Linked DNA regions of Arachis hypogaea: region 1 is linked to region 2. The links are chromatin contacts, called in public Hi-C maps. All regions are on one chromosome and are shown on one strand. The core of a region is the stretch at or near the end of the contact, and the rest is flanking DNA. Distances in the headings are between cores, read along the strand shown. Region 1 holds the start of LOC140180313. Region 2 has its middle 12 kb from the start of LOC112805945.

Region 1 (5,963 bases), core at 3,425-5,924, 46 kb before region 2:
ATGCAGAGAACGTGATCTTTCTGAAGCAGAACCACAATACGAAGAACAAGAAGCAGAGGCCAATGACATAAAAGTTCGTCGATCCACTCGACAAAGAAGAACACCACCATGGCACTCAAATTATGTTTTGACAAACCATAATGCATATTGTCTTTTGATAGAAGATGGAGTATGGAGGCTATGCGCAATCCAGACGCTTCTATGTGGATGACAGTAATGCAAGAAAAAATTGAGGCATTACATAAGAACCATACCTGAAAACTTGTTGAACCTCCAGCAGGTCGAAAAACTATTGGTAACAAATGGGTTTACAAGATCAAATAAGATAGTAATGATCAGGTGGAACGATATCGTGCAAGATTGGTTGTCAAGGGATATGCTCAGAAAGAAGGTGTTGACTTCAATGAAATATTTTCTCTAGTGGTAAGACTAACTACTATTAGAGTAGTTTTGGCTATGTGTGCTGTAATTGATTTACATCTTAGATGTAAAGACTGCTTTTATTCATGGAGAACTTGAAGAAGATATATATATGCTCCAACCAAAAGGTTTTGAAGAACAAGAAAAAGAAAACTTGGTTTGCAGGTTAACTAAATCTCTGTACGGTCTAAAGCAGGCGCCAAAGTGTTGGTACAAGAGATTTGATTCTTTCATTACTAGCCTTGGATACAACAGATTTAGTTCAGATCATTGTATCTATTACAAGAGGTCTGGTGATAATGATTTTATTATTCTGCTGTTGAATGTGGATAATATATTAGTGGTAAGTCTCAACAAAGATCAAATCCAAGAATTGAAGGCACAGTTAGCTAGGAAGTTTGATATGAAAGTCTTGGGACCAACAAACAAGATTTTAGGGATGCAAATCCACCAAGACAAAAGGGATAAGAAGATTTGGCTATCGCAAAAGAATTATTTGAAGAAGATCTTGCAACCCTTCAATATGCAAAGAATGTAAGCCAATTTCAACCACACTACTTCCTATGAATTTCAAATTATCCTCAAGTATGTGTCCTAGTAGTGAAGCAGAGAGGATGGAAATGTCTTGAGTATCGTATGCATCAGCGGTGGGAAGCCTTATGTATGCCATGATCTGTACAAGGCCAGATATTACTCAAGCAGTTGCTGTGATAAGTCAATTTATGGCAGATCCGGATAAAGAGCATTGGAATGCTGTTAAGAAGATCTTGAGATACATCAAAGGGACCTCGAATGTTGCATTATGTTTTGGAGGATCGGAATTCATTGTCAATAGATATGTCGATTCAGACTTTGTAGGTGATCTTGATAAACGAAAATCTACTACAGGATATGTGTTCATGCTTGCAGGAGTTGCTGTGAGCTGGCTATCTAAATTACAGACTGTTGCAGCTTTATCTACTATAGAAGCTGAATATATTGCAGCTACACAAGCATGCAAGGAAGCTATTTGGATCCAAATGTAGATGGAGGAATTCGAGCACAAACAACAAATTGAAGATTCTTATGTATTATGACTGTTAGAATGCTTTACACATTGCAAGGAATTCTACCTTTCATTCAAGAACTAAACACATTGGAGTACAATATCACTTTGTTCGAGTAGTAGTAGAGAAAAGAAATGTTGATATGTAGAAGATTCACACTAAAGATAACCTAGCAGATGTCATGACAAAATCAATCAACACTAAAAAATTTGAATGGTATAGATCTTCATATGGCCTATCAAATACATGAGCAACACAAATTTTTGAAAATTCACCAAAATTAGCTTTAAGTGGGAGATTGTAAGTTTAGTAAAATTAATTATAGAAAAGAAAAAAAAAAAGAAAAACTAAATAATGAAAGGAGAAAAATACTTCTAGGTAATAGCCATCAAACTTTGATGGTGGAGAGAGAGAAAGAATAGTAACCTCATGTTGCGGGTGGTTTACGTAACAGAGATTCGTTTATAAATTGAAAATCTTTGCATTTTGTTTTCAATCAAGTCATTCAGATAAAATAACATATAATATTTCTTTGAGTAGTTTTCTCCTGTATATGTAGAGAGAAGTGTGTTCTCCTTTTGTTAAGAGAGAATGTTATTATAATCTCTTTATGATAGAAAAAAGTAATAATTCTCAACAAAAATTATTCAATTATTTTTATATTTTATACAAATTTTTAATTTTTTATCTTTATATTTTGCTGTGTCATTTGTTACCTAATAACATATACACAAAAAATCAATCATCATATAAATTACTTGTATAAAAATATAAAATATATATTAAAATATAAAATATACATTAACAATAAATTAAACAACAAATATATTTATATATAAATACATCATATCTAATTTAGTAGCCTTGATAAAATACTTCATTTCATTTTATATTATAGTTATTGTTTATCAAAATTAACTTATTTTATATTCATTTATTTGTTTACAAATTGCATCTCATACATAACTAGCTAAGCATTACATATGTTTATTTGTTATTTTATTTTCTCATCTTTATTATTGTGTATCTTAGTTAAGAATTTAATTATCCTAAATTGTCCAATTTTTAATTCATTATAAGAAAAATAAGCGATTTTACAACCGCTAAAAATAGTTATTTTGATAGGATATATTTTTTATGGTCGCAAAAAGAGTTAGTATTATTAGAAAAGGTTTAAAGTATATCTTTTACGGCTATTTAAAAAAATATATTTATTGACATTTATTCTTTACCATCAATGATAGCTAAACATTAATAAAAGTAGTGTCAATAAAGTTTTCTTTTTTAAAATTAAGTGTTCGTTAAAAGTACATTTAAATATATTTTTGTAATTATTAATCATCAATAATATCGTAGATATTAGAATTAACAACCATTAAAATATATTTGAACATATTTTTGACACAATTATTTGTTACAAAAATACTCTAGCAAAATGGTTATTTTTTGTATACTATTAGCCGTGCTAAGTTCTTTATTCTGGTGATTGTTGAGATTAAATTAGTGAATATAATGATAAATTAATAACTTGATAAGTGATTATTAAACATATATGTATATATGTTTAACAATTTAGTACATAATCTTTAACAATAAAAAACAAATATGTAAACTTATTTGGTTACACTTAAGGTGTATTTTTATCCAGTAGACCTTGGTATTGATTTCTCAAAAAAGATTAATTATAAAATTCTACTTGAACATTTCTTAGCTAGTTATCATTATCCTCAGATAACTGCGATGAAATTAAACTTTTTCAAAAAGAGAAAAGTTTATGAAATTCAGTTTTTACGTTAATAGAAACAAAACAAAACCAATAATGCCATCAAAACTTTATAGAACCCTAATAATTAAAACGCAAAGAGAATATGTTTTATATATGATTTTTTATTTTTTGTTGTCATTTTATATATATCGAATCATATCTAGACAAAAAATTTCTTAAATTTTATAATGATAGACAAATGCAAAAAAAAAAAAAAAAAGAAGTGAATGTAGGTATATTTTTAATAATATAAAGATTTCATTTTTCTGGGATCCCTAAGGTATAGGTCGAAAAATTTTTCGTTCCAACTTTTTTTTACATACAAAATGGTCCCTAAGGTTTAACTTGGTTTTAAATTTTTGGCAGCAGAAGCGGAGGCAGAGGTGGATCGTAGACAACTTCTTCTTCTTCCCTTCCTCCTTCGCAGGAGCAAAAACACTCTCCTTCTCTTTTTTTTTTATTTTACAATTTTTTTATGGGTAATTTAATCCAAAATTTTAAGATTTAAATAAAAATGACGATTTTAAAATTTGGTTTTTAACCTTAAAAATGATTTTATATATAAAAAAAAATTTCGACCTATATCTTAAAAACCAAAATCGTACTTAACACTTTTTTTAATACATGTGCAATTGTTTGCTAGGTAAATGAATGATGTCACTTGACCTTTACGTTTAGAGCTATAGGTTGTTATATATAGTGCATGTTAGTAGCTTAGTTAGATTTATCAGGTGAAAAGCTCACCAAGTTCACTGTTGGTTAGTTAGAGAGGCTTTGTTCTACTACAGCTGAGGTGCATTGTAGAGAGTGTATATATATCTATGTAGACTCTTCTAATAACTGAAATTCACCATTTTATCCTATCAAGATTTACAATTGCATCTTTCTCTCTGAAGTTCTCTCTCAAAGGTGCTGCTGCCCACACCATCAACACCTTTTAACATGGTACGGTGAGCGTAGAGTGTAGCAAGCACTGAGATTCAGATTGAGAAAGACGCAGCTTGATCTGAAATCTTGTCAATTTTGCAAGAACTCAATTACGGTAATGGTGATCCAAGTTCTCACTTTCTACCCTCCCCTTGCGATCTCGATCTGGATTTCAATTTCAATCTCGAATTCAACATCGAACTGATGCTAGGGTTCGCGATTTCTTCTCAATTTGTTGATTGACACTCTCCATTGAGGTTAGGGTTGGCGATTTGGTCTGACCTCTTTCTTCCGATTTCCCGTTCAACATCTCCCCTGTTTTCTCCCAATCCTTCTCCAAATTCTCAAGTCTGACCTATTTCTTCTTCTTCTTCTTCTTCTGATTTCTTCTCTTCCTACAAACTCAAACAATAGAGATTGATGAGAGTGTGCTCCCTCTCACTTCCTTCAATTGTGAGGCAGCAACTCCAATCAACGAGATTGTAGGAAGAAGGTTGTTCAATCGTAATTGCCCGATGGAAGGTATCAATGCAGAGGCATTCATGAACTTTTTGAACCAGATCACAGCATTTCAAGCAAATCTTAGCAAGAGGAATGCCAAACCGAATCAAGATTCGACAAGCATTTACTACCTTCATCCATCTGACGGTATTGGTACACCTCTTTCTACTATTACAATTGATGGTAAAAATTATGGTGACTGGAGTATAGCTATACTTTGGGGGCTGAAGGGAAAGAACAAAGTAAGGTTTGTTGATGGTAGCCTGCCTAGGCCTGATAAGGATGATGAAAATTTTGAAGCATGGGATAGATGTAATACATATGTTGTGGCATGGATTAATCACTCTCTTAGTCCTGATATATCACGAAGTGTCGTCTGAAACACTATGGCAAGCAATTTGTGGACTGAATTGAAGTGCAGATACTGTCAAGTGGATAGATTCAGAGTGGCAGAATTACAGGAGGAGCTTTTTGCAATTAGGCAAAAAGACCTTGATGTAACATCTTATTTCACTAAGTTGAAGACTATTTGAGAAGACCTTGAGAGTTTTAGATCTATTCCTAATTATGCTTGTTAGAAAAGTGTAGCTATGGCCTAGGTATAATGCGACAATATAGAATTGAGGATCAAGTAACTCGATTTTTGAGAGGCTTAAATGAGCAATTTTCGAATGTTAGGTCTCAGATTATATTGTTGGATCCACTCCCTAATGTGAATACTCTACTCTGCATGTTGACACAGCAGAAACACGGATTCCTGAATATGGATATTAATCCAGAAGTCAAAATTGCCTATGCCGCTACTCCCTCAAACACAGCAAACCCAGGAAATGACAGAGGAAAAGGGAGGGGTAGAGGCGGAAGGAGTCAGGGAGGGAGAGGAAAGGTGCAATGCTCGCACTGTGGAAAGTTGGGTCACAGTATTGATGTGTGTTACAAGAAACACGACTACCCATCGAACTTCAAGGAACGCAATGCTGCAGAAGGAGCTGGAAATTTTGCAGCGTCCCTAGTTACTAAGGGTGATTAAGAGAAGCTCAGGGAGAAGAACCTTTCATCACGTTCTATTCATTTGGAAAAGGTTGGGGGTGACACGTTGGAGTTCACCCTTGAACAAAAGTAAGCATTGCTTACTCTTCTCAACAAGAGCATTGGAGAACACTCCCATAACATGAACCTGATGGCATCAAAGGTTTCACCCGATATACCTCATCAAGGTAAATTGGAGCATCCGGCAGTTCCTCCTCTAGGAATGGTAGGAACAATTTTGCATTTTAAAACCAGCATTAATGCATTAGATGTTT
Region 2 (6,305 bases), core at 763-3,262:
GTTTAACAATAAGTTCTTTACATTATTTATTTATATGAATACTTAACAATCTCACACATTAAACTATTCCATCATTTATCAAATGACCAATATTTCCTTCAGGATCCTCAAAGAAATCAGATACATCATAATGAGTGGTGGAATTTTCAGCATCATTTGAAACGAAATTCGATTCTTTTCCCTTGTCGTCCTTTTTTAAAAATGCCTGGTAAAGATCGACTAGGTGCCTTGGGGTACGGCAGGTACGTGATCAATGGCCATTTCCACCACAACGGAAATACTTATCCTCTGTTAATTTATTCTGCCCGATATTTCTTTCTTTATCCCACTTCTGGCGAGATCCTCTCTTTTGAATATAATTTTTTTCCTTTCATAATTTTTCTTGTTATCAAAATCTTGTCATTTACCTCTTTTAGGGTTATAATTTGCCACATTTGCTTCAGAAAATGGGGCAGCGCCAGCTAGGCGCGCTTCATGATTTCTTAAGAGCAACTCATTGTTTCGTTCAGCAACAAGAAAGTAAGAAATTAGCTCAAAAAAATTTTTAAATCCTTTTTCTCGATACTACTACTGCAGGAGCACATTCAAGGCATGGAACGTCGAGAAAGTTTTCTCTAACATATCGGGCTTGAGGAGGTATCGCTGTCTTTTGATGATTGACCTTTCTTCAAGGTCTTTCCACAGATTTGCAAGATCTTTTAATGTGGGATATTGATTTTTCAATTATACGTCAAGATGACAATGAAGAAAAATCATAGCCTTAACTATATCTTTCTGGGATGTATTATTTTCAACTTTAATGATATATTCAAGATCCATTGAATCAAGATGTATTTTAGCATCTAGTATCTATGATAAATAATTTTTTCCACATATATTAAGAGCATTAAATTTAAGATGAAAGAGTTTTGACATAATAAAAATTTGTTACCTGGAGTCTTCCTAAAATTTTGTTAGAACTTCGTGCTGATAACGTGTTGTGAAATAAATAAAGGAAAATATAATAAATATAAAAGTAGAAATAGAAAATCTAGTATTAATATTAGCTAATGTAATAATTTCAATATAATAGGAATAATTTATATATTTATAATAAAAGAGAGAGAAGTGTTAGCAATGTATAAGAAGGAGGAGAGAGAAATACTTTATTGTTTGTATCATGTACGTAAGGTTATGAAGTCTTATTTATAGTTTTACAAATTCAACTTTCATTAAAGTTGGTCTACATAATAATTTCAACTCTCTCTCTTAAAAATTTCAGCTGCCCATATCATTAATGGGTATCTATCTGTTATTCTTATCACAACACCAAATACTAATTTTTTACATTTTTTAATTTTTTCCGACCACTTTCATTTTTTTTAACATAAGCATTTTGTTTTTTTTTTTTTTTTGAAAGGATATACATTTTCTAAACCACTCAACCTTCTTTTCTTGCAAGGTAAGAAATTTCACCACTAAACTAAGCACATGCAAGATTAATTTTAATCAAACTCTAATAATTTCGGGATATTTTTTAGGTGGGTACTCTAACAAAAATTTTATAATTGTCTTTATATAAATTTTTACTCTTGGATAATAAATTATAGAGTTAGATTTTGATATATTATAAAAGTGTTATTTTTGTTTAAAATATGGTCAAATAAATAAATCACACTTTCTTTTATTTCTCACGGTATCTCTCAACCCGACAGGCCAAGGACTAATATGCCGCTGTACTGAACTCCATTTAAGGGTTAATGTGTTGCTGCATGCACAAGACGAAATTTAAATTCTAACACTTATTTAAGCGGACTAGTAAATTAACTACTAGACTAACCCAATCTGATTAAATCACACTTTTATACAAAACATTTTCATGAAATATGTTTTGGGCATTTTTATTTAAGTAGTTGTTTATTTTTTTATATTTCTTTTTTTATGCCCAATTTTTTCAGTTTAGAGAAGAGGGCCAAATAAATATACGCTTTTTTGGTCAACAATAAATACACATCGATATATTACAATAGGTTTGCTGTAGATCCACATGAGGTTTTGGCCCAATATGATAGACAATGACATTGGCACATTGTTATATCAGTCCCGTCAATAACCAATACATTTTTTTTAAATACCAAAAAAAAAATCAGATTTTTTCTTTTTTTTTTGTTAATTAAAAAATAATTTTAAATGCTATTTTATCAGTATTAGTATATTATTGTTGCATTATGGTGGAATGTGGCTAAAATGAGCGTTTATAGTGTCCTGATTGTGACTTGTGAGTGACCTAATGAATGTGTGTCACGTATGATAAAAAATCATTAAAATCCTGATATTTTTAAAATTTTTTGTTTCTGGCAAAACAAAAATTATATTTATATTTGATTTTAATATACTAACAATAAAAATAATTTTATATGACAATCAATTCATATATTTAAATAACTTTTTAAATAATAAATTTAAAAATAAAATATTTTTGTTACCATCACAATACACGATTAACTTTGTAAAACTCTTTCACATTTTTGCTAATATGACAATATTCTTCAAAGTTGTAACTTTATTTATGTATCATTATTTTACAATGTTTTTACTTAAAAAATTTGATACGTTTATAAATTAATATATTCTAATTAATAATGTATTTAAATATATTTATTATTTATGAGTTTTCCAAAATTTTAAAATGGCAATTACTAATTAGTATTTTGTATTTCGCTAAAGTTAGTTACCTTAAATAATGTCGTAGAAAATGTCAGATTTTAATTCATGCACAATTTGTATTTTTTTTATATTATTCAAATGAAACAAATTATTTTATTTCTTTGAACTATAAATTATGAGCAATTTAGTTCCATGATTATAATTTTTAAAAGGGGATAAATTGATTTTGTAAATTAATTATTTTATTTTCATTTTTTAATGAAACAATGCATATTCAAAACAATTTAGGGATATTTGGTTATACATAATTAGAAACAACTATATTAGTTTTATATTAAAATCATCTATTAAAATTAGTCATTAAGATAAAATATTTGTTATAATACAAAATAAATTTATTATATTAAAATTAAATTAGACAACATATGTATTTATATCCAAATACCATCATAATAGTTGATTTTAGTATACAAATAATATTTTTAAATTAAAAAATTGTAAGAGTGGATTCACATGTATATATCGAATAATTAAGAGTATAGCATATTAGCATTCCTATTTATTTATTTGTTTATTTATTTATAAAGATGCACGTTTAAGAAGATTAAATTTCAAAAAATAGATTTACATTTTTCTTAAATATAAAATATAAAATGCATAAATATGACTTGTATTTTATTTTAGTAAAAAGTGAGTTAATTTTTTAGGAAGAGAATTTATCTTTTATTTTTACATTTGTATGAAATAGTACTGTTTTCAATACAAAAATTTTATCAAACGTGATGAGAATTTTTACGTGAGAGTTATACAGGAATAAAATTTAGGAAGTTTCATATTTACAATGAGCCCGGACACTTGTGTCCGACGTATTTTAGACACGATATTTATCGATATTTGTTTGATATGCGTATCTTAATAAAAAAATAAAAATATTTTTTTCGGTCACATTTGGATATACATAATACTATTTATTTATCAGTGTGTCTAACCTTATTTTTAACATATATTTTTAAAATAAATTTAGAAATCGTATATATTATTATTTATTAAAATAAAAAATATTTTAAATATTTTATATACTTAAATAAAATATTAAAAATAATTTAAAATATCATTATGATCTATCTAAAAATACTTTATATTTTATATATAGATGCATATCCCGTATCTTATAAGATTTTAAAATAATTTTCATATTAGAGACGGAATGGTATTTTCCACCGACATTGGATAGGGGTTGTAACAGCCCAGACCATCCGCTAGCACGATATTATTCGCTTTGGCACACAAGGCCTCACGGTTTTGCCTTTGACGATAGGGATGATAGCCAAAACCCCCACACTCACTCGTCAAAACGCGTCATGTTAGGGAGAGGTATCCACACCCTTATAAGGCATGCTTCGTTCCCCTCCCCAACCGATGTGGGACCTTACAATCCATCCCCTAAGGGAGTCCAGCACCCTTGCTGGCACATCGATCCGGGCTCTGGCTTTGATACCATCTGTAACAGCCAGACCACCCGTTAGCACGATATTGTCCGCTTTGGCACACAAGACCTCACGGTTTTGCCTTTGACGATAGGGATGATAGCCGAAGCCCCCTACACTCACTCGTCAAAACGCGTCATGCTAGGGAGAGGTATCCACACCCTTATAAGGCATGCTTCGTTCCCCTCCCCAACCGATGTGGGACCTTACAATCCACCCTCTAAGGGAGTCCAGCGCCCTCGCTGGCACATCGATATGGGCTCCGGCTTTGATACCATCTGTAATAGCCCAGACCACCCGCTAACACGATATTGTCCGCTTTGGCACACAAGGCCTTACGGTTTTACCTTTGACGATAGGGATGATAGCCGAAGCCCCCCACACTCATTCGTCAAAACGCGTCATGCTAGGGAGAGGTATCCACACCCTTATAAGGTATGCTTCGTTCTCCTCCCCAACCGATGTGGGACCTTACAGGGGTGGCAAACGGGTATAAACCTTATTGGGTCGGCCCGTGTAACTCGCCAAAATGGCAAGTCGGGCTGAAAAATTGAGACCGCCGCACATCAAAAGTCCGCCTAACCACACCGCTTAAACCATAGACTTTGACGGGATTTGGCGGGGTAGGGCAGGGTTCCTGCCAGGCTTAGGGTTTTTTGTGAAAATGTTCTAATTTAGTATTCTAGATTATGTTTTGTGTTTAATTGATTATGTTCTAAATTTGTAGATGCTTAATTATATATTTTAGAAAATATTTATTTTACTTTAGATAATGTTGATTTTATTATTTTGTTTCAAAAACCTTGGTTTATGATTACGTTTATTACATATTTATAATTATAAAGACTTTAATGTTTATTAATTTAGAAATTATAATTTTTTTATGTCTTTAGAAATTATAAATTTATTAAAATAGTTGTGGTATTATATATATTATTTAATATATTTTTGGTAATTTACATTATTTAATAATTAATAGTAAAAAAAAAACAAGAGATTTGGCGGGAAGCCCACTAACCCGTTGTTAGACGGGACATGTGAAATTTTAGGACTGCCTCATTAGGCGGGGTCTGACAGACTTCTCTACTTACCACTCCTAATATTGAAACTATTATTCTTAGGTGTGAAAGATGACGACAAACAGATCAAAAGGTCAAAATTTAAAAAATCACAAATCAAATCCTCATATTTGAGTTTTCTAGATTTTTAAAAAATTTTTTACAAATTTTTCTTAGATTTGAATTTTTTGAATTTTTAAAATTTTTCACAAAACTTATCTTCAGATTTGGATTTTTAAATTTTATATTTTTTTAAAAAACCTACCTACTGATTTATTTTTCCTTTAAAATAAAACAAATTTATCTAGAATAAATCGGAGACTCAATTTTGTTTTTTCTTAAATTTAAAATTCACTTTATTACATATCGGACACTCAATTTTTTCATATTAACAAAATCTGAGCGTCCGATTTACAATTTAAAATTAAAAAAAATAATCTTCATACTAACAAGAAACACATCACTAATCCATAATTGAGTATAGTATATGCTCATTTTTCATTATTAAAAAAATGAGCCTATTTATAAAGAATTATATTAACATTGTTAAAAAAGTCACATATTTATTTTAAAAAGTCATACAATTTTTATTTTATTATTAATTATTCATATAAAATTTACAAAATCGAATTTATTTTTAGAAGATATATCAACTTGGGTCGTCATCATAATTTTTCAGTTGCCGGTCTCAATTTGCAACACCACGCGAATGCGCCGTCAAAACTGAAGAACAAAAGCTTTCATAAATAAACTGCTTATATTATTAGTCAAAAACAGAAAATCAAAAGCATGCTTCTATGGTATCCTTACATTGAAAAACGATATGATTGAAGAAACAATACATCATATCATTGGAGATTAATATAGCATCTGTTTTTAGGCAGTTTCAAAATCCATAACCATACTTTTCTAAACACACACTGTCCTAGTCAAACTAGTTGAAACTTATTATGATGATTCCACCATGTCTTTGAACGAATGAAATTTCATATTATGGTTGCTAAGCTAGAATATTTGGTCCTCATACCAATTTTCAGAGGGCATAGCGAAAATGTAAATTAATTCATTATATATCAGTATTAGATTCGTTATTATTTTTTATATTTTAAAATGT

What was found. Hi-C and Micro-C count contacts between places; a contact is called where the count stands out from the background.
Region 1: a contact with region 2 is called in a Hi-C map of leaf, with 2.1 times the contacts expected there. The contact joins the promoter of LOC140180313 here to the enhancer-like site in region 2. A contact is called at or near these places in 2 of 8 Hi-C or Micro-C datasets (leaf and an unstated tissue).

What each region holds. Positions count from the first base shown.
Region 1 is chr16:146,443,158-146,449,120 of arahy.Tifrunner.gnm2.J5K5, reverse strand. LOC140180313 reads left to right here and starts at 4,674. Exons shown (of 3, transcript XM_072220780.1): 1 at 4,674-4,971; 2 at 5,081-5,156; 3 at 5,248-5,689. The coding sequence starts at 4,674. The coding sequence ends at 5,689.
Region 2 is chr16:146,394,073-146,400,377 of arahy.Tifrunner.gnm2.J5K5, reverse strand. No RefSeq gene overlaps it. Among protein-coding and RNA genes, the nearest start is that of LOC112805945, 12 kb to the right of the region's middle. Within about 2 kb of position 2,012, at least 1 of the 3 cell types and tissues checked has open chromatin away from gene starts, as enhancers often do.